Linked DNA regions of Sus scrofa: all the other regions are linked to region 1. The links are chromatin contacts, called in public HiChIP or PLAC-seq and promoter capture Hi-C maps. All regions are on one chromosome and are shown on one strand. Each heading gives the region's core, a stretch centred on a gene start, on an enhancer-like site or on the middle of the called end of the contact. The rest is flanking DNA. Distances are from core to core; before and after follow the strand shown.

Evidence for each region. Promoter capture Hi-C pulls out the DNA fragments that hold promoters and counts their contacts. HiChIP or PLAC-seq counts read pairs in DNA pulled down with a chosen protein or histone mark.
Region 2: an H3K27ac HiChIP or PLAC-seq map of alveolar macrophages shows a contact between it and region 1. The contact joins the promoter of ERCC1 here to the promoter of SNRPD2 in region 1. A contact is called at or near these places in 1 of 47 Hi-C or Micro-C datasets (blood) and 1 of 2 datasets of contacts at active chromatin or transcription factors (alveolar macrophages).
Region 3: a contact with region 1 is called in an H3K27ac HiChIP or PLAC-seq map of alveolar macrophages. The contact joins the promoter of FOSB here to the promoter of SNRPD2 in region 1. A contact is called at or near these places in 1 of 47 Hi-C or Micro-C datasets (liver) and 1 of 2 datasets of contacts at active chromatin or transcription factors (alveolar macrophages).
Region 4: a contact with region 1 is called in an H3K27ac HiChIP or PLAC-seq map of alveolar macrophages. The contact joins the promoter of VASP here to the promoter of SNRPD2 in region 1. A contact is called at or near these places in 1 of 5 promoter capture datasets (fetal skeletal muscle), 2 of 47 Hi-C or Micro-C datasets (embryonic fibroblasts and liver) and 1 of 2 datasets of contacts at active chromatin or transcription factors (alveolar macrophages).
Region 5: a promoter capture Hi-C map of fetal liver shows a contact between it and region 1, with 2.3 times the contacts expected there. The contact joins the promoter of IRF2BP1 here to the promoter of SNRPD2 in region 1. A contact is called at or near these places in 2 of 5 promoter capture datasets (fetal liver and liver) and 1 of 47 Hi-C or Micro-C datasets (liver).

Annotation. Positions count from the first base shown.
Region 1 is chr6:52,040,437-52,044,242 of Sscrofa11.1, forward strand. SNRPD2 (small nuclear ribonucleoprotein D2 polypeptide) reads right to left here and starts at 2,038. Exons shown (of 3, transcript NM_001243653.2): 1 at 1,963-2,038; 2 at 387-566. The coding sequence starts at 1,964. It overlaps QPCTL (glutaminyl-peptide cyclotransferase like), which reads left to right and starts at 2,766. Exons shown (of 7, transcript NM_001243636.1): 1 at 2,766-3,005; 2 at 3,493-3,636. The coding sequence starts at 2,796.
Region 2 is chr6:51,796,809-51,800,614 of Sscrofa11.1, forward strand. ERCC1 (ERCC excision repair 1, endonuclease non-catalytic subunit) reads right to left here and starts at 1,750. Exons shown (of 9, transcript NM_001159309.1): 1 at 1,500-1,750. The coding sequence starts at 1,592.
Region 3 is chr6:51,835,027-51,838,832 of Sscrofa11.1, forward strand. It overlaps FOSB (protein fosB), which reads left to right and starts at 1,754. Exons shown (of 5, transcript XM_021094557.1): 1 at 1,754-3,376. The coding sequence starts at 3,251.
Region 4 is chr6:51,871,145-51,874,950 of Sscrofa11.1, forward strand. VASP (vasodilator-stimulated phosphoprotein) reads left to right here and starts at 1,666. Exons shown (of 13, transcript XM_021094561.1): 1 at 1,666-2,859. The coding sequence starts at 2,855. It overlaps LOC110261012 (a long non-coding RNA gene), which reads right to left. Exons shown (of 4, transcript XR_002344692.1): 1 at 3,631-3,806; 2 at 1,239-1,330. It overlaps PPM1N (probable protein phosphatase 1N), which reads left to right. Exons shown (of 5, transcript XM_021094558.1): 5 at 1-2.
Region 5 is chr6:52,198,202-52,202,007 of Sscrofa11.1, forward strand. It overlaps IRF2BP1 (interferon regulatory factor 2-binding protein 1), which reads right to left and starts at 2,009. Exons shown (of 1, transcript XM_003127228.4): 1 at 1-2,009. The coding sequence starts at 664.

The DNA of each region.
Region 1 (3,806 bases), core at 788-3,287:
GAACAACAGAGACCGTCACAACAGGCACTCTTTTTTTTAAGCCCACACCGGAAGCATATGGAGGTTCCCAGGCTAGGGTTCAAATCGGAGCTACCGCTGCCGGCCTACACCACAACCACAGACATGGGATCTGAGCCACACCTGCGACCTACACCACAGCTCACTGCAATGCCGGATCCTTAACCCACTGAGGAAGGCCAAGGATCGAACCTGTGTCCTCATGGATACTGGTTGGGTTCGTTAACCACTGAGACATGACAGGAACCCCACCTTCAGACGCTTATGCCCCAGGCTTCTAAGAAACCTAGAATCCAGGCTCCTCAGACTAGAGCTGGGACTGCTTCTCCAGGCCAGGACAGACCACCTCCCCAGACCCAGGTGCTCACCTGTCAAAGGCCTTCACGCGGCCCAGGAGCTTCTTGTTGTTGCGGCAGTTGATGAGCACTTGGGTGTTGTTCTTGACCGACTGTGTGAGCACGGACAGCGGCCCCGTGTTAAACTCCTCCTCCTCCCGCTTCTGCAGCTCCTCTGGCGTCATCTCACTCTTGGGCTTGTTGAGGAGGCTCCTGAGTGGGCAAGTATGGAACTCATAGGTGACAGGGCCTGGAGCCAGAGCCTGGGTGGTCATGCCCTCTCGCTCACTGTCTCCCCAACACACCCACCCTCCGGCTCAGTCCTCTCTCTTAGCATCACCACACAGCTGCCTAATAGACAGTTCCAAGCTTGCACGTCCTAGGCTGAACACCAGGCCCCGCGGTACCCCCAAACTTAATCTACCTACAGCTGCCTTCGTCTCCATCCATGGCAACTCCATCTTGCTATGTCTTTGAGCAAAACCTCTAACGTCAACTTGACTCTTCTTACTCTCACATCCTACATTCAATCTGCTGGCAAATCCCATCATCCCTGCCTCTCAAATATATCGGAATCTGACCACTTCTCACCATGGCTTAACCTCCATCGACTCTCTCCTAGAGCCGTAATGGTCTCCCTACCTCCACCCATGCTCTCCAAGTTTGCTCTTCACAGAGCAGTCTCTGGTTGGTGCCAAGGTCCAAGTCATATCATCTCACTCTGCGAAACTCTCTTGAGGCTCCTATCTCAATGTAGAAAGTAAAAACCCTTTATCCGCTGCCTTCTCTCACTCCGTTCCATCCAGAGGGGTGTCTTGGAAGATTTTCAGCAACTTTCTTCTTAGGCTTCTGCATTTGCTTTTCCCCCTTTACCTGGATACGTCCCTAAATATCTTTGTGCGCTCACTTTCTCCAGCTTTCTGCTCCAGTTGCTCCCTTCTTCATGTGTCCTGTCTCTCAAAACTGGCATTCCACATTGTTTTACCCTGCTCTACTGTTTCTTCATTCATAGCCCCGGTCACCTAACACACCATATATTTTACCTTTACATTTATTGCCTGGCTCAACCCAACCCATAAAATGCAAAATGGAATTTTTTCCCTTGGGGGAGTGGGGTAATTCACTAACATATTCTGTGTCTAAAGAAGCCTGACATATGAACACTCAATAAATAATTGTTGCATGAATACGTAAGTAAAATCCTTCCGATAACTCGAGACCCATGATAACGACGAATAAGGTCAAAAGGCTAACCGTCTCCAGCTCAAATTACCCTGATAAGATCCTCACTTCAAATCGTTCTTCCCCACATGTCCGTACTCCCCTCTCCCAGGTTCCATTTTCGTACATCGCTTCCCCTTAACATTCGCTTCAGTAAGACTAATTATTTGGGAAAGCCCAGCCCGTTATCTGATAAAGCTGCTCCTGCTCCTAAAGTCAGGATCCGAAAAAGGCCCCACATCTGTTCTCAAACTCATCGGTAACGTACGCCACTTTACCCCGAAAATGTTTGCTTCCGCCCCAGGCTCTGCCCACCCCCTTCCACCGGCAAGTGGCCAGATTTACACCCTCAACCCACTCCTGCCACCTAAGCCTAGCCCGGCCTCACATGGCGGTGGCAGTAGTTGTCGCGACCGCGCACTCCAGTCACCACCGTCTCCGCGTTGCTTCTTCGCCCTCTGAAAGGAGCGAGAAGGGCGGGACTTCCGCTTCCTGAGGCCCACTTCCGTGGGCGCTTGCGCAAACACAGCTAGTGGGTGGGGCGTGGCCTGTTGCCATAGCGATCTCTGCTCGCCACAGGCGGCTGTAGGGTAAAACTCTTACGTACTACTTTGAGGCCATTCAGGACTGTACCGGGCAGATATTGACGATGGAGAGGAAGAGAAAGCAGGACTTATTCAAACCATTTCGTTGTAGAACCGCACAGGTTGAAGGAGGGAAAGGACAAGCCATTTCCAAATGCCCGCCGGCCCTGCCTTCGGGGGCGCGGCATCCACGAAGCCAATCGGCTCCTCGCTTCAGGGATGGATACCTCCTCTTCTACTTAGGGGACCGTCCGTTTATGTGTTTGTTAATCCTTTGGACTTGGAATAACCAATCCTTTGCTTACATCCGGGAGGGGCGTGGACCCGCGCCCAGGAGGTCGGCTGTTTTCTAGGATCAAATGCTTCTCATTGGCTTCCCCTCTTCCGCTGAGGCGGTGCCTACCTCTTTCGCGCTCCCTTTTGGGTTGTGCAACCCTCAGGGGAACCAACCCTTAAGCTTCAGGGAGACAGGGAGGCGTGTCCTCAGTACGAAAGTCCCCATTGGCTTTACTGCTTGCTGAAGGGTGGGTTGGTGCAGCCGCTCTTGTTGCTTATTGGTCCGGTGATTCCATGGGGTGGGACTTGGCTGGCCTAAACTCCATCCGCAGTCCCCGACCGGTTTCAGGGCGAAGCTGCCATGCGTTCAGGGGGCCGCGGGCGGCCCCGGCTACGGCTTGGGGAACGCGGCCTTTTGGAGCCACCCTCACCGCCCAAGCGCCGCCTGCTACCGCGGGCGCAGCTGTTGCCCCTGCTGTTGCTGGCGCTGGCGGTGGCCTCGGTGTTCTATACCATTTGGAGCGGCTGGCACCGCCAGACTGAGGAGCTGCCTCTGGGCCGGGAGATGCGGGTGAGGCCGGACGGGGACAGGGGAGCCCTTATTCCCCGCCTCCCCCTCCTCAAAGTCTCAGGTTGACGTGGCTTTATCGTTATCGTGGGGCCCTAGCCGCAGGTGCCGCGATCTTCGTCGTTAGAGCGCATGCCCCTTTCCAATGCAATGAGGCTTCGGGCTTTTTCTATAATAGCGGTTGCACCGTAAGAGGAAGGGTCTGGAGTAGTAAGCCTGGGAGTTCTGGGTTCTAATCCTAAAGTCAGCTGTTTGGAAGTCTCTTCCTCTCGTTGGGCTTCGATTTCTCCCATCAGGATTGCGGTGGGCTATACCGGATGGGCTTGGGTAGACTTTCCCGAGTCTAGGATTTATCCTAGAAACCTCTGATGCTGGAATCTGCCATTAGGAAGAGGAGCCGGGGCTTTTTAGGGATGACAGCCCCCGGGGTAGAGTTGAAATGAGGGTGCTTTTCACGCTCTGCTCTTCTCTTTCCCACCTCTTTCCCAAGGGTCCGGGGCTCGGAAGCCTCCCCGAAGCCGGGCTTCGGAGGGTGGTGGGGCGACTGGACCCGCACCGTCTCTGGCACACTTATCTGCGCCCCCTGCTGGTTGTGCGGACCCCGGGCAGTCCGGGCAATCTCCAAGTCAGAAAGGTAAAGGGCCCCACCTCCAATCCCTGACCCCGCAGCCACCAAGGAATGGGAAATAGATATTCTGCCCAAGAGCTGAAGCTCGGTCAGACTCTAGAGTTCTCTCTTGGTAACCCCAGGACTGTACTGCCCCCACCAAAAGTATGCTAAGCATAAGCATCGGGCCTGTGAGG
Region 2 (3,806 bases), core at 500-2,999, 240 kb before region 1:
CACCACAGCCCTCGAGACTCTTAAAGATCTGTCCCTGCCCCCTTGCCTCAGGGATCTCATGCCTGGCTACCTCTTCTCCCTGGCTTTCTCTACTCCAGCCCCACTGCCTCCTTGCAGCCCTACAACTTATCAGGTTCTCTCTGACCTCAGGGCCTTTGCACTGGCTGTTCCCTCTCCCCTCTGACGTCACATAGCTCATTCTCTTATCTCTTGCACATCCCTGCACAGGCATCATCTCCTCCAAGAAGCCCTCCCTTGACTGTTTCAAGGTAGCTCTTCTCCCCATCACACCCTATATCCTTAGCCTACCTTCTTTTTCTTTATTGCACATAGGTAGCAGCCAGTACTTAGCTGTGGGAATGAGATCCTTTATTTACCAAAAGAGGTCAAAGGTCCAGACTTTACTTTTTTTATTTTATTTTTTGTCTTTTGTCTTTTTAGGGCCACACCCGCTGCATATGGAGGTTCCCAGGCTAGAGGTCGAACCGAAGCTGTTGCTGCTGGCCTACACCACAGACACAGCAACACCAGATCTGAGCCGCATTTGTGACCTACACCACAGCTCACAGCAACGTGGGATCCTTAACCCACTGAGTGAGGCCAGGGATCAAACCTGCAACCTCATGGTTCCTAATCGGATTCATTTCCACTGCGCCACAACAGGAACTCCTCAAAGGTGCAGACTTTAAAAAAAAAAAACTTTCAATTATTCTTTTTTTTTTTTTTAATGGCCGCAGCCACTTTATATGGAAGTTTCCAGGCCAGGGACTGAATCTGAGCCAAAGCTGCAGTAATGCGAAATTCCTTTCACCCACTGCATCCAGTCTGGGATCCAACCCGCACCTCCAAAACGACCCTAGCTGCTGCCGTCCTGTTCTTAACCCCCTGCGCCACAGCGGGAACTCCGAACCTTCCAATTCTTTTTTTTTTTTTTTTTTTTTGTCTTTTTGCCATTTCTAGGGCCACTCCGGTGGCATATGGAGGTTCCCAGGCTAGGGGGCGAATCGGAGCTATAGCTGCCAGCCTACACCACAGCCACAGCAACGCGGGATCCGAGCCACGTCTGCAACCTCTACACCACAGCTCATGGCAGCGTCAGATCCTTAACACACAGAGCAAGGCTAGGGATCAAACCCACAACCTCATGGTTCCTAGTCGGATTCGCTAACCACTGAGCCACGACAGGAACTCCTCCAATTCTTAAATATCAGCAATGAATTCATGCCTTGCAGAACCAGGGTGCTGGCTGCATAAACCATATCGCAGGACTATTGCCCAGCTGCCAGTTTGTGGCCTCTGCCTTAGCGCTCCTGACCATGACATTTTACAGGTAGAGAAAATGAGACTTGCAGAGGGCAAAGGACTGTTTTCTCAAGGTGACCCAGGCCCCAACACTTTCTAACCCACACTGTGGTCCCAAAGGCCCCATCCTGTCCCCCTTTCTCCGCAGACCGCCCCCCTCCAAGCCTCCTAGCAGTCCCTTCATCTCCTAGTCCTACCCCAGGAGGAGGGACTTCATCCTCGTCCAGTGGTATGACGAATTTCTTCCTTGTGGGTGAGGCAGCCGGCTTCTGGCCTCCCTCTTCGTCCATCGCAAGGTCCTTCTGGGGTCTGAAAATGAAGGCGTAGCATCGGCAGCAAGTACGAGATCGGCATTCCCATCACCCCGGGAGGAACACCCAGTCACAGCCATCCCCACTCCGAAATCCCAGGAGTCCATACGGTCCAGCTCCAGACACCTTGCGCGCAGTATCTCGAAGGCCCCGCCCCATCGATCCACCCACCACCTCCGGCTCGCCCCGCCCCTTACGGAGCCTCTCTTTCCGTTTGCCTCGCGCCTCAGAGCCCCTACTTTTTTATTCGCCCCGCCCTCACGGTTCTCCGCCTTCCGTTTGCCAGGTGCGACCACACTGTCCCCGACCCTCCGACCGCCCTGCCCCCTCAAGGCTCGCACCTGGATGCCCTCCCCTCGCCCCATCTCCTCCATCACTCAGCCACTGAAACGGCTGATTGGCTTCTGCGGCTGCCACTCGCCACAGGCTATCTCCACCCGCCGCACCTCTAGCCCCAGTCCTGTGGTCGCAGCACCCCGAGGACTCACCTCCTAGGCCCTGAGCATTGGGAAGACTGGAGGGAGATCGAGGCGTCCCACCGCCGGCGCGGCCAGCGCGGCCCCGGGCTCGCTGCACTTCCGGCCTCTCTAGCCCTCCAGCCAACTCCCAACGTTCCCCTAAGGGTGAGAGCATCGAGAGGGGCGTTCCCCGCGCAGCTCTCTATGGTTTTGGAGGACTGCTGAGTTTGGGGTTGGAGAGAGCCCACTGCCTCTGGGTCTGAGCATCTCTCGATGCCAAGCAGTTTGCTTTCAGTGCCCTTATTGAACGCTTCTTGTGTGCCCGGACTCTGGACAGGGCTTAGCGAAGAAGAGATGGCGGGCTATCAACCACACTAGGTTCCTCTCTCAGGACAGACTTGGGTTTGAATCCCAGCTTTGTCATTGACTTGACCTGTTTCCCCCTTCATTCATTCCCTTATTCCACACATATTCCTGGAGGGCCTTCCTGTTCCCAGCCATGTGTGAGGCAGTGCTAGCGACACATCGGTGACCCATCATAACGTTAGCTCCGCTCTGCCCTCCTGGAGCTTACAACGCATTTTTAGGGGCAGACCTGTTCCCAAACCGCGACAAACCAGGGTGGGCAGGGCTGAGATAGGAGACCCCAGAGGGCCAGGGAGGAGGTGGCGAGGGGGTCACGTAACCCAGCCAGAACGCCAGGAAGAGCTTCCTAGAGGAAAGGACATCTGGGCAGAGACCTGGTTGATGAGTTAGTATTAGTCATTTCCTGAAAGGATAGTATCACGCTGTTCTAACTAGCAACTCTCTCATTACTAAGAAGAGAGAACACTTTTTTGTGAGTTTATTGGTCTTAAACACTTTGTTTTCTGTGAGTTGCTTGCTCATATCCTTTGCCCATTTTTTTCATGGGGTTTTATGCCTTTTTTATTACTGTTCATTTGTAGGAGTACTTTACAGATTCCAATTCTAATTGTTAGTTACATATGTTCCAAATGCATCCTTATGGTTTGCATTTTATAATTTATCTTTGTCACACAGAAGTTCTTAGTGTTGAGAGTTCCCATCGGGACTCGGTGGTTAACAAATCTGACTCGCATTCATGAGGACACAGGTTCGATCCCTGGCCTCGCTCAGTGGGTTAAGGATCTAGCGTTGCTGTGAGCTGTGGTGTAGGTCGCAGACAAGGCTCAGATCCAGCGTTGCTGTGGCTGTGGCGGAAGCCAGCAGCTGTAGCTCTGATTCGACTCCCAGCCTGGGAAGCTTCATATGCTGCAGGGTGCGGCCCTAAAAAGCAAAAAAAGAAGTTCTTAGTGTTTATTTGCACCTATTTATCAATCTCTTCCATCCTGACTCACTTTTGGTGTGTTTAAGAGACTCTGCATACCTCAAGTTCATAAATAAAGTCAATTATTACTTTTAATACTTTACTAGTTTTGATTTTGTTTCTATCTTTAATCCATATGAGCCTTTTAGTTTATTCTATTCTATTTTATTTTATTTTTGGTCTTGCCTATGGCAAGCAGAAGCTTGGGCCAGGGATCAAACCCACACAGGAAAGACAACACCACATCCTTTAACCGCTAGGCCACCAAGGAACTTCCCCAATACTATTTATTTTAAGAGTCAGTTCTGCTCCCAATTTTGAGATTCCACCTTTATCATGAGCCAAATTCCCACATACACACAGATCTATCTCTGCTGTTTCTATCATGTTCCATTGATCTCTGCATCT
Region 3 (3,806 bases), core at 504-3,003, 210 kb before region 1:
GTGACCATCTGCATGTGAATGTATTGACATATGTAACTGATTTTACTTATTTATGTATTTAGTCTTTTTAGGGCCACATACGCAGCATATGGAAGTTCCCAGGCTAGGGGTCGAGTCAGAGAATAGGAGCAGAGCTGCCAGCTTATGCCACAGTCATGGCAACATGGAATCTGAGCAGTGTCTGTGACCTACACCACAGCTCAGGGCAACTCGGGATCCTTAACCTGCTGAGCAAGGCCAAGGATCGAACCTGCATCCTCATGGATACTAGTTGGGTTCATAACCCACTGAGCCACAACAGGAACTCTCATAACTTACTAAACAATAATTAAAAGCATGGGCTCTTAAGCCCCATAGGCTACATTTTTATCCCAGCTCCACCACTAATTTGCTGTGTGACTCTAGGCAAGTGACTTCACCTCTCTGGGTCTCCGTTTCCTTGCCTGAAAAATGATAGTTCCTACTTCAGAGTAGTGTTGTGAGAATTAAATAAGTTAATATGAGTGCTCGGAAGAACTAACTCTTGTAATTGTGTATGAAGAGCACCCATGTGCATCTGTAGTGAGGATAGTGTCACATGTGTTGGGAACCACATGAAGGTGTGTGTGTGCGTGTGTGTGTGGAATCTGTTTCTCCATGTGGCCGTGTGTGTGTTGCTGCCTGGAGGTGAATGTCTGAATGCCTGGGTGTGACCCTGTGAGTACGTGCTGGCTGCTGTGGGGATGCAGGGGCCACCTGGGCCAGGGTGTGAAGGCCTCCGGGCGGCCAGGGTAGGTACTGGTGTGTCTCCCTTATTCCGTGGGAGAGGAGATGAGGGGCTTGGATGGCACAGGAACGAGGGGTCACTCCCTGTCTGATGCTGGGGCCGAGTCACTGCCTGCTGGTGGTTGCTGTGTCATCTCCTCGTCCCTGTCCCTACTCCCAGACTGGTGACAGACAGAGGGGGCGTGGAGGAACAAGGTGTTTGAGGCTGGGCTTTTGTCTGGAAAACTCAACCTCCCTGTGCTGCCCCCATGCCCCTTTGGCCTTCCGCAGCCCCCTCCCCCCTCCCCACTACTGGGACAGGGAATCGAAACGTCCTAGGAGTCAGGAACCACCCAAGCCCTCTTGCTCCGCTTCAGACCTGCTATGTGATGATGAGGCAGGTCCTCCCCATCTCTGGGCCTGTGGGAATTCCACAGTTTTAAAGTGCTTCTCCCTCTGTGCCCTGAGAGGGGAGTGCCAGGAACCCAGGTTTATGAAGCAGCTGGTGAGATCTGTACAGGCGGGTGCCTAAGAGATGGAGGCTGTGGTGTCTGAAATACCCTAATTAGACTCTTGAACCCATTTCCAAACTGGGTGGCCAGGTAAGCAATTTGCCCCTCTAAGCCTGCGTTATAACAGTGTACACTGTGAGCGGACAGGGGTAGGTTTGCAAGACTTGTAACTTCTATCAGTAGAAGCTGTTACTCAAACAATCCCAACACCCAGGCTTTTTTCAGGGCGTTTCACTGAACCAGGCAGTTCTCAGAACTCAGAAAGAGAATAGGAATTCTGGGTTTGCATTTCTTGCGATGGGATCTTGGGCAAGCTGCAACTTCTCTATCATTTTCTCTTTTATAAAATGAGGATTTTCTTCTCTTACCCATGCAAAGCTGTTTTAAGAACTGTAAATATTGTATTGAAAGGCTTAATACAGAGCTGGTTTGGTAATTCATGGCACCTATTAGCATCATGACTACTATTATTTATTATGCCCCCCCATTCTTTCTGATTGCAGACAGGATTATAAAGCAGAAAGGAGAGATTAATCACACCATCAGCAGCAGGGACACTTCGCCCTGAGTTTCATTACCCATCCCCTCCAAACTCGCGTATCTCCCAAATGCTGAACCTTGGCGGGGCGGGACTGGCGGCAGGGTCCAAGACACACATCCTTTGCCCCCCACTCTGGGAAAAGTGAAGCTGAAGCTCCGAAAGGAAATCCATTTTTCAAGCGCGAACAACCAGTCGGGGCACAAGCTGGTAGGAGCCTCGGGACTCCACTCCCACCTCCACTTTCACCTGGAGCATCACAGCTCCTCCCTCTCAGCTCTGGACTCAGTTTCTCCGCCTATGTGACCACACGACACTAGCCTGGGTCTCCCTTTAAAGAGCCGACCTTCCTCCCGAGAGAGGGCGCCGCACCACCACAAGTGGGAGCGGCAGCCAGAAGTGAAAGGGGACCTCCGCCCCCCAGCTGGGGTCTGGGGTCTTCTCCGCCGGGGTCCTACCCAGGACCAGCTTAATAGCCTATTAATACCAGCCCCCAGGGCGGCGCCGCACTGCGCAGGCGCGGGCGGGTTCCGCAGGCGCGCGAGGCGAGCGCGAGCTAGCGAGGGATTCCCTCTGACGTAATTGCTAGGATACCAAACAAACACTCAGCCTCTCGCGCCGAGCTCCTTATATGGCTAATTGCGTCACAGGAACTTTGGGGAGACCAGGCCGGGATCCCCTCCCGCCGAGTGCTCCAGAACGCAGCCCCCAAGACCCCCAGGGCAACAAGGGTGATACAGGTGATCAGATCGAAGTTAGGGCAGACCTCTTACCGGTCGGTGCGGGGCTCGGCTCCCAGGGCCGGAGATATTGAGAAGTTTGTGAAGTGCCGGACAGGTGACGTAAGCAGAGGGCCGGGCCCCGGGCATATAAATACAGGCTGCTCTGGGCTTCATTCATAAGACTGAGAGCTACGGCCAAGGCAGGGACACACGGAGCTGGGACTTGATTGTTGTGGTTCTTCTTCTTGGGGGCTGTGAAATTCGCTTTATTATTTTTTTTCCGGAAAGTTTTTGGACGGCTTCTTCTAGATAATTCTACATTTTCTTTTGGAGGATCTACTTACTTTTTTTCGTCTTCTTTATTACTCCCTTCCCCCTTGTGGGACCCGCCGGACGCGTGGAGGGGACCACTCCCGAAGCAGATTCTGTACAGCAGGACTGAGCTTTCCACCCCTGGGGGAGCGATCCCCCATCGCCCCTTGGTCCTACGGAGCCGGGACTTTCAGGAGGCACAGCGGCATCTTGTGGGGGCCTGGGCACCGCAAAGGAATTACACAGAAACTTTGCCATTGTTGGAGCGGGACGCTGCTCTCACCTCGAGTTTCCCCGGACAGCGCACTTGGGGGACGCGCTCGGCTCACCCCGGACTCGCACCTTTCTTCCCCCACCCGGCCATAGCCTTGGCTTCCCGGCGACCTCAGCGTGGTCACAGGGGCCCCCCTGTGCCCAGGGAAATGTTTCAAGCTTTCCCCGGAGACTACGACTCCGGCTCCCGGTGCAGCTCTTCACCCTCCGCCGAGTCTCAGTATCTGTCTTCGGTGGACTCCTTCGGCAGTCCACCCACCGCCGCCGCCTCTCAGGTAAGTTCTGGAGGGCTGAGGTGCTGCTTTGTGGTTTACAAATTTTTTGAAGTCAAGGGTGGAGGGGGCAATCAATTCCCTTTCCCCAGATAAGGACGCGTCAAAACCTAAGATCGGAGAGGGAATAGCTTCGCGGAGCACTCTGCAAACTGCAGAGTCCGGACTTGCAATTGGTTGTGTGCGTGGAGCGTAGGAAGGGAATACAGAGGGGTAAGCTTTGGGGGTGGGGAGAGTGCAATGTTCAGTGCAACGTGTTTGCGGTAGCAGGGCTGAGAACTTTTAGCCGGCTTCGGGGCTGCCCCCCACTCCATCACCAACCTGAAGCTAGCGCGGTCAGGCAGGTGGGGGAAATCCCGGAGAAGCTTCCAGTAGCCTCCTTCCTTTTCCTCCTCCATCCGAGCGCCTACTCTGGCGCCGGGTCACCCTCGAC
Region 4 (3,806 bases), core at 416-2,915, 170 kb before region 1:
ATGAGCTGTGGTGTAGGTCACAGATGAGGCTCAGATCCAGTGTGGCTGTGGCTGTGGCTTAGGTTGGCAGCTGTAGCTCTGATTCAACCCCTTGCCTGGGAACTTCCATATGCTGCAGATGTGGCCCTAAAAAGAAAAAAAAAACAACTTTTTTTCCCACCTGGGCATGATTGCTTTAGACAAGGGACATCAGGTGAGACCGCTAAGGAGGGGAAAGCTGAGCAGGAACTAGACAGCCATGCAAAAACCCTAGAGAAGAGTGTCCCAAGGCAGAAGAAACAGCCATTGTGAAAGCTTAGTGGCAAGACTAAACTTGGCATTTTCAAGATGAGGCTTGAGATTATGACCATCAAACCTGCCACAATCCCATGCTCTGTCCTATTGGTAACCACTGCAGTGAGTCTGGAGTAGATTTTTCCAGATCTTCTATTGGGCATGTACGCACATGTATACGGTACCTGCGGTGTTGCCTAGATATTTTTCATACCCTATGTATCACTTGGCAATTTGGTTTTTTTACTCAATAGTGTGTTAAAGACATCTTTCATGCCACTTAGGCACCTTACTCGCTATCCATCACCTTCTTGATGGGCATTTTGGCTCTTTCCAATTTTCTTGCCCTTACATCAGTGCTGTCAGATAGATCCTTGATTGAGCTCCTGTGTGCATATGCAGGAGTTTCTCTGGAGTAAGGGGTCTTGCTATCTGTTTTGTATAGCACCTGAGCTAAGAATGGTTTTTACATTTTTAAAGTGTTGTTTTTCAAAAAAGAAGATGCAAAAGAGAGCTTATGCCTAATATGCCTAAAATATATACTATTTGGATGATTATAGAAAAAGGTTGCTGAGTTCCCTGGCGGCTTAGTGGGTTAAGGACCCAGCGCTATCATTGCTGTGGCTCTGGTTACTGCTGTGGCTTAGCTTCAATCCCTGGCCTGGAAACTTCCTCATGCTGCTGCCTGGGCCAGAAATGAAAAAAGAAAAAAAAAAGTTTGCTGACTCTAGTCCAGGTGGCCACACAGAAGTGACACCCCTTCCATTTCACAGATGGGAAAGCTGAGACCTAGAAAAGAGAAAGGACTTGCCGGCGGTCACACAGAACTGGGGTTCTCATGCAGTTGGGTACATGTGTGTTGAGCTGCTTTGCTGGGTTAGTAAGACCCAGAAAGCCATCAAGTTTGCCTCTGTCCACAAAGAACCCACAGCCTGAGGAAACACACCAAAACAACTGTATCCTACCGTAGATCGGGGTTCAAGGTCTCCCAGAGTGAAGTGGAAAAGGGAAGAGGATCACTCCATTCTTCAGAGAAGGTTTAACGACAGAGCACAGCCTAGAAATGACGTGAAGGTCAGGACGGCACCCAGGCAGCAGATTCAGCTTGGAAAAAGGCTGGGAAGGTTAACTTCCTCACCTCCTCGGCTCTGCCCTGAGCTGTTTGTTTTACACGCATACCTTGCACCCAGGCACCAGTGGAGTTTTAGGAGGCTCAGGCAAGAATGCTGAGCCCATACTTACAACCTGCCTCCAGACCTCAGTTTACCCATTTCGAAAAGTGGAACTGATGATTTCCCAGGCTCCCACACCAGCCTAGGGCATCTAACCCAGGCCAGGTGGCGCTCTACGGGAGGGGCATGACCGTGTTGGTGACGTCACGTGGGGCGGAGCCTGAGGGACCCGCTGCGGACGCCCGGGAAGGGTGTAGGGACTCAGCCCCAAGCTGGCGCGTGGGGGTGGGGGCTCGCGGGATCAGGCGCTAGGGAGAGTCCCCCCACCTCCGTGTCCTCGGATTGTTGGATGATCCCGCCATCATCCGCCGACGAAACTGAGTCACGGCGGGGAGTGCGTGGGGAGGGGGTCGTGGGCCTTATTCGCAGCGGGACCAGGAGTCCCATTCCCACTCAGGTCCTGCACCGCACCTCCCCTCCCCCCGCCCCCCCCCACACCCTGCGGCTGTGAGTCAGCGGCCAGCCGCGCCCCCTCGGCCCACTTCCTCCTCACCTTCCCTGGGCGGGCGCGGTGGGGGGGGCGGCAACGAAGGAGGTGGGGCCCCTCCTCACCCATCCCCCTCCTCGGAGGGGGGGGTGCACCCCTTAGTAGAGCTTCATAAACGGGCGGAGGAGAGAGACGTTGGGGGAGGTCCGAAGGTAGGATTTAAGGGAGAAAATTTGAATCTATGCTTAACCAGAGGGTCCTTCTCGCCCCCCACACTGAGTAGAATGTAAAGAAATGGAGAAGTCGATGGGGAGGGTGAGAAGAGATTGTGCCCCCACTGAGAGTCCCCAGAGAATTTCTATCATGAGAGAGAACTAAGGATGAAGGAAGGATCCCTTCCCCCCCAACAAGCTTGCCCCCCTAATTTGGGGGTGACTCCCCAGAGTGCATCGCTGTGCAATAACGTTGGGGAAGAGGGAAATAGCGGAAGTCTAAGGTTCCGCGTTGCCCTTTTAAGCACCCTCCACCCTCCAATCCCACAGCCTGGAGGTGTCCGCGGCCCCTTTAAGGCGCAGGGCATTGTGGGTGCGGGGAGTGGAATTTTGGAACGAAATGTAGCGAAGAGAAGTACAGTAGTAAGAGTAACATTGTAGCCGCCGCCAGCTGAGGGGGCGCGCCGGGGAGGGGACGCCGCACCCCCTTTCTGCCGCAAGGACCCCGGATCAGCTCCCCAAAGGGAGGAGGCGCCTGAGGATCCGCGCCGGCCCTGTCCACGTTCCCCCCAGGAAGCCGGACTCTATGGGGCGGGACCCTGGGGGAGACTGAGCAGAACCTGGAGCCAGCCCCGAACCCCTGAACCTCGAGCCAGGGGCGCCCCGGGAGCACCTACCCCGTGGGCGCTCCGCCCGCCAGCCGAGCAGCCATGAGGTGAGCCTCGAACTGCCTCTAGACCCTTCCCTGCCCGGCGCGGGATCCCGCCCCGCCTTTGTCCCCCTCCCCCCAGCTTGCTCCGGGCTGGAATTTAGGGACAGGGCACTGGGAGCCTCGAATTTGAGGCCGATCCCCCTTGGACGGGCTCCAAATATTGATCACTTTCCCTTGATTCCCAAGGCTCCGGGTGGTGCCGGTGAGGTTCTCCCGGGAGCCCTCAGATTTGGGGGCGCTCCGAGGACTCCCGAATTTTTAAAAGACTTTTTCGGAGGACTTCTAAGTTGTTAGGTACTCCCGGCCGGGAGGCTGGGATTTAGGCAGGGCTCAGACTCCCCCCAAATCTTAGCCGGCCCCAGGAGAGATTATGGGGGGGCCAGTTTGGAGGTCCCTGGGACCTGGAAGAGAGATTGAAACGAAGATCTTGGCTTTCGGGGTCCCTCTTTACATGGTGCCGGGAAACGTCTTCCCAAGAGGACTTTGCCCCTTAACTTCGAGGGCTCTTAACCCCCTAAATTTAGGGGTTCTCGTCCTCCTGTGGAGGAGGCTGGTGCGGACAGATCCACCGACCCAGATGCAGCCTCGAGGATCTGGTTCGGACTCCCCGCCGCTTCCCACTCACAATTTGCTTAAAACGGGCTGTGCCTAGGGCCGAGGGCGGCACCCCGGCCCCGTGCCAGAGGGGCAGCCCCTTTTCCCACCTGCGCGGGCCCTTGGGAGGGAGGGGGCGCGGCAGCTGGGGGAAGGGGGGCCTTTGTCTTCCTGACTCACCTGTCGAGACAGCTGGTGTGGGGGGCGGGCAAGGAGCGCCGTGGGCCGGCTGCTTTCCCCACCACAGCGCCTCCCCCTTCTCTCCACATCGCCCCCCCTTCCCCAGCGGTCCGGAGTTGTGCGGTTGTTGGAGGGGGCGTTGGGAAGCTTCAAGGTCATAGCCCTCTTCCCCTGGG
Region 5 (3,806 bases), core at 759-3,258, 160 kb after region 1:
ATTCCTCTGCCCGGCCCCTCATGGCCTCATTCAGTTCTGCCAGACAGTCCGCGTTCCTCTGCTGCTTCTCCTTCTCGAAATCGGAGCCGAAGGGTGGACGGGCAGGGCTCAAGCCGGGTGCCAGCGTCAGGCCTCGGCTTCCCAGGCCAGACACCGCAGCTGCCAGCAGCCCGGGGGGCACCAAGCCGGGCATGGAGCCAAGCAGGGCCCTTCGCGCCCCCTCTGCCACAGCCTCCTCGCGGCCCAGCCCATTGGCCAGGCGCGACCCCAAGGTGTACTCCAGGGCGGGCGAGGGGAGTGGGAGGCGACCAGATGATGTGGCCCTGTCATAGCGGTCCTGGCCCGAGACAGCGCCGCCTGCTCCCGATGACTGGGCCTGGGCCTGTGGAGGCGGCAACTGAGGACCCTGTGCGGCGGCGGCAGCTAGGTCCTTAGTGGCCGGGTGCTTGAGGGCCGGGGGCCCCGGCGAGCGGCCCTCGGGGAGCACGTGGCTGCGCTTGAGCTGGCGGGCAGCATCGATGAGCAGCTCGATGCGATCTGCGCCCTCGAAGTTCACGCAGCCGCGGCACACGGCCTCACTGAAGTCCCACACCATGGCCCACGGCATCTTGGGCAGGTCGCACAGGTAGCACCACTGGCGGCGGGACGCCTGCACGGACGCCATAGCCCCCAAACGCGCGCCTTCAGGACCCCTCAATCCACCCGCCGCCGTTCGATCCGCACTGCCGACGTTCGATTTGTGTCCCCAGGACCGCGCGAGCCACAGTCGGGCCTCTGGCTCGGCCTCCCCGCGGATCCAGGCCCGGCCCCCCTTCCCCGCCCCCCGGGCCCTAAGCCTTTTTCCTCACTCCCGCCTCCTCGAAAAGGCAGGCAAAGGTACGTCGGCGCCCCAGCCTGCTCCGGGCTCCGGGCCGAGGCGCACAGCTCGGGCCCCGCGATGGGCCGCGAGCGCCGCCGCCTCGGGCTCCCGCCGCTCCCGCCACCTCCGCTCCAACGGCTGCCACCGCCGCCTCCACCTCCTTCTGCCCCAGAGGCCGTTTCGCAGGGAAAGTTACATAACGCGCCGGCAAAGCCTTCTGGGAAACGTAGTCCCGCCGGGGCCGGCTCTTAAAGGGGACGGCAGGCAGCAGAGGACGGCGCGGGCTCGCCGCTGCGCGACCTTTACCACTCGTCGCCGCGGGGCAGGGAGTTTGGCTTGCTCCGAGCATTTCGAGCACAAGGGTTGGAAACAGGGATGTGATACAAATGGCGAGCGCCACGACGGACTCAAAAATTGTAGGAGGTGGACAGGCTTCCGGGCATCCAGCTTCTGTTCCGACTTGCTGTGCGGCTTTAGGCAAAAATCTTGCCTTCTCTGAAGCTCAATTCCCGCCCTTCAAAGGTGGGCCAATGACTGGCTACGGAGGCAGTCGCTCCTGGGGCGGGGCGGAGGGGTCTTGATTGGAAGGTTTCAGGACAGGGGGACGGGAAGCAGGCAACTTAAGCGTTGGGCAGGGCTGTTCACTTGGCACTTCTTCTTGCCCCAAATCTTGAATGGCAGCCTCTGATTGGAGCCAGCAACATCCGGAGAAAGGAGAGAACTGAAGTTGCCAGCCTCAGCTGCCTTATCTGCTGAAGGGAGTGGTGGGGCGCCCCCAATTCTGTTCCAGCCCTGCCAAAGCGCTCTGGTCTCCAAAGGGTTACACCGTCAGTGTCACCGCCCCCCTCCCAACTTCACTACAATTCCCAAAATGCCCTGCGGGGCCAACAAGCTGACGCACTTCCGCAGTCTGGAAGGTTGGGGGAGGCCTTCCCGATTCCCGCTGTCTGTCCTTACAGTCCCCCCCCCCCCCCCCAGCGCGCGCGCAATTTATGGAAGGTGTTTCCATGTTTTCCCAGCACCAAATTGAAAGGACCCTCACCCTGTATGGCTCATTAATGTTGAGGAAGGGAAGGAGGGCAGGGATGGCAAAGTTGGGGGTGGGGGGTGCTTAGTTTCTGGGGAGAACAAGAGCTAGACCACCCTTCTCCAACCCTGATTGCTTACTACCATCTAGGCCTATGCAGGCTATGGGGACCCCCGTGTTTTCTTCCTGGCGACCGCACCCCGCAGGGCAGGCTTGGAAGCGTGGGTATGTGGAGGGTGGAGAAGGGTCTCCAGACTCTAACCCACGTCAGCCTCTTCCCCTCTTTAGGCCTAGGTTCCTGTTAAGCGCTCAAAAATATTTTGAATTATTTGTGAGTTGCACTCATTAGTGGTTTTCAAACTAATCAGGGAATACCTGCCAACTCTCCCTTATTCCACTGCAACCATAGCAGGTCTGATTTGCAGTCTCAGCTTCACAATTTTGTTCACGACTTGTATTATTTTGACATTTTTCTTGAAGTTGATTCCCGAGAAAAAGAAGTTTATTTCTGCTCCATCCTAAGCAGTATGTGCATAATCATGGGTTGGATTTTTTTTTTTTTTTTTTTTTGGTCTTTTTGCTATTTCTTGGGCCACTCCCGTGGCATATGGAGGTTCCCAGGCTAGGGGTCGAATCGGAGCCATAGCCACCAGCCTACGCCAGAGCCACAGCAACGCGGGATCGGAGCTGCGTCTGCAACCTACACCACAGCTCACGGCAACGCCGGATCATTAACCCACTGAGCAAGGGCAGGGATCGAACCCGCAACCTTATGGTTCCTAGTCGGATTCGTCAACCACTGCGCCACGACGGGAACTCCCATAATCATGGGTTTTATGTACTATACTTTTTTGTGTGTGCTGTACACATTTTTATAAAATAAGTTAAAATTACGTATATATGGAGTTCCTGTCGTGGCTCAACAGTAACAAACCCGACTAGTATTCATAAGGATGCCAGTTCGATCCCTAGCCAGGCTCAGAGGGTTAAAGATCCGGCATTGCCACAAGTTGCAGCATAGGTTGCAGATGGGGCTCCAATCTGGCGTTGTTGCGGCATAGGGCAGTAGCTGCACCTCTGATTTGACCCCTAGCCTGGGAACTTCCACATGTTGCAGGTGCGGCCTTTAAAAAAAAAAAAAAAAGCAAAAAATAAATAAACGAACAACAAAAAAAACCTGTGTACATATAGAGCCATTAAAAAGGCCATCCATGTATCTCCTAAAATTGTCTTTGGGCCTTTTTTTTTTTTTTTTTTTTTTTTTTTTTTTTTTGGTCTTTTTGCTTTCTCTAGGGCTGCTTCCTGTGGCATATGGAGGCTAGGGATGGAACTGGTGCCATAGCAGTGACCCAAGCTACTGCAGTGATAACCCTGGATCCTTAACCAGCTTTAGTTAACAGTAGTGGGAGTAAGGAGTTTTGGCCAGATGCTGCCTTGAGATGAACTGGATTGTCACCGGACAAATTTAGGGCAAGTCTCTAAACTTCTCAGGAAAAAAATGAAGACCCCGTAGAATCTGCTTTTCATCGAGTACCTTCAGGTTAAAATGCAAACATGCATATAAATGCTTAGCTTGGTGCCTGGCCCAGAAAAGGAATACTATAAATGTGAGTTGTCTCTAAGTTCCCATTACTTCAAAGATTCACACTCTACGTTGGGCGATGCTGAGGACACAGCAGTGGCTAAGCCAGGCTCAGGCCATGTCCTGACAAGACTCTTTCTGCTAATGGAGGCAATCATTCAATTTAAATTTACTTAAAGGATTATTCATACGCATTTCTTTTATAACTGCTGGGGGGTTAAGGAGTGTCAGGAAAGGCTTTCCTGAGGAGGTGATATTTGAGCTGTGACCTGAAGGATGAACAGACTGTAGCTGTAGGAAGTAGAGGCTCCTACATCGTTTGTTTTATTTTTTGGGCC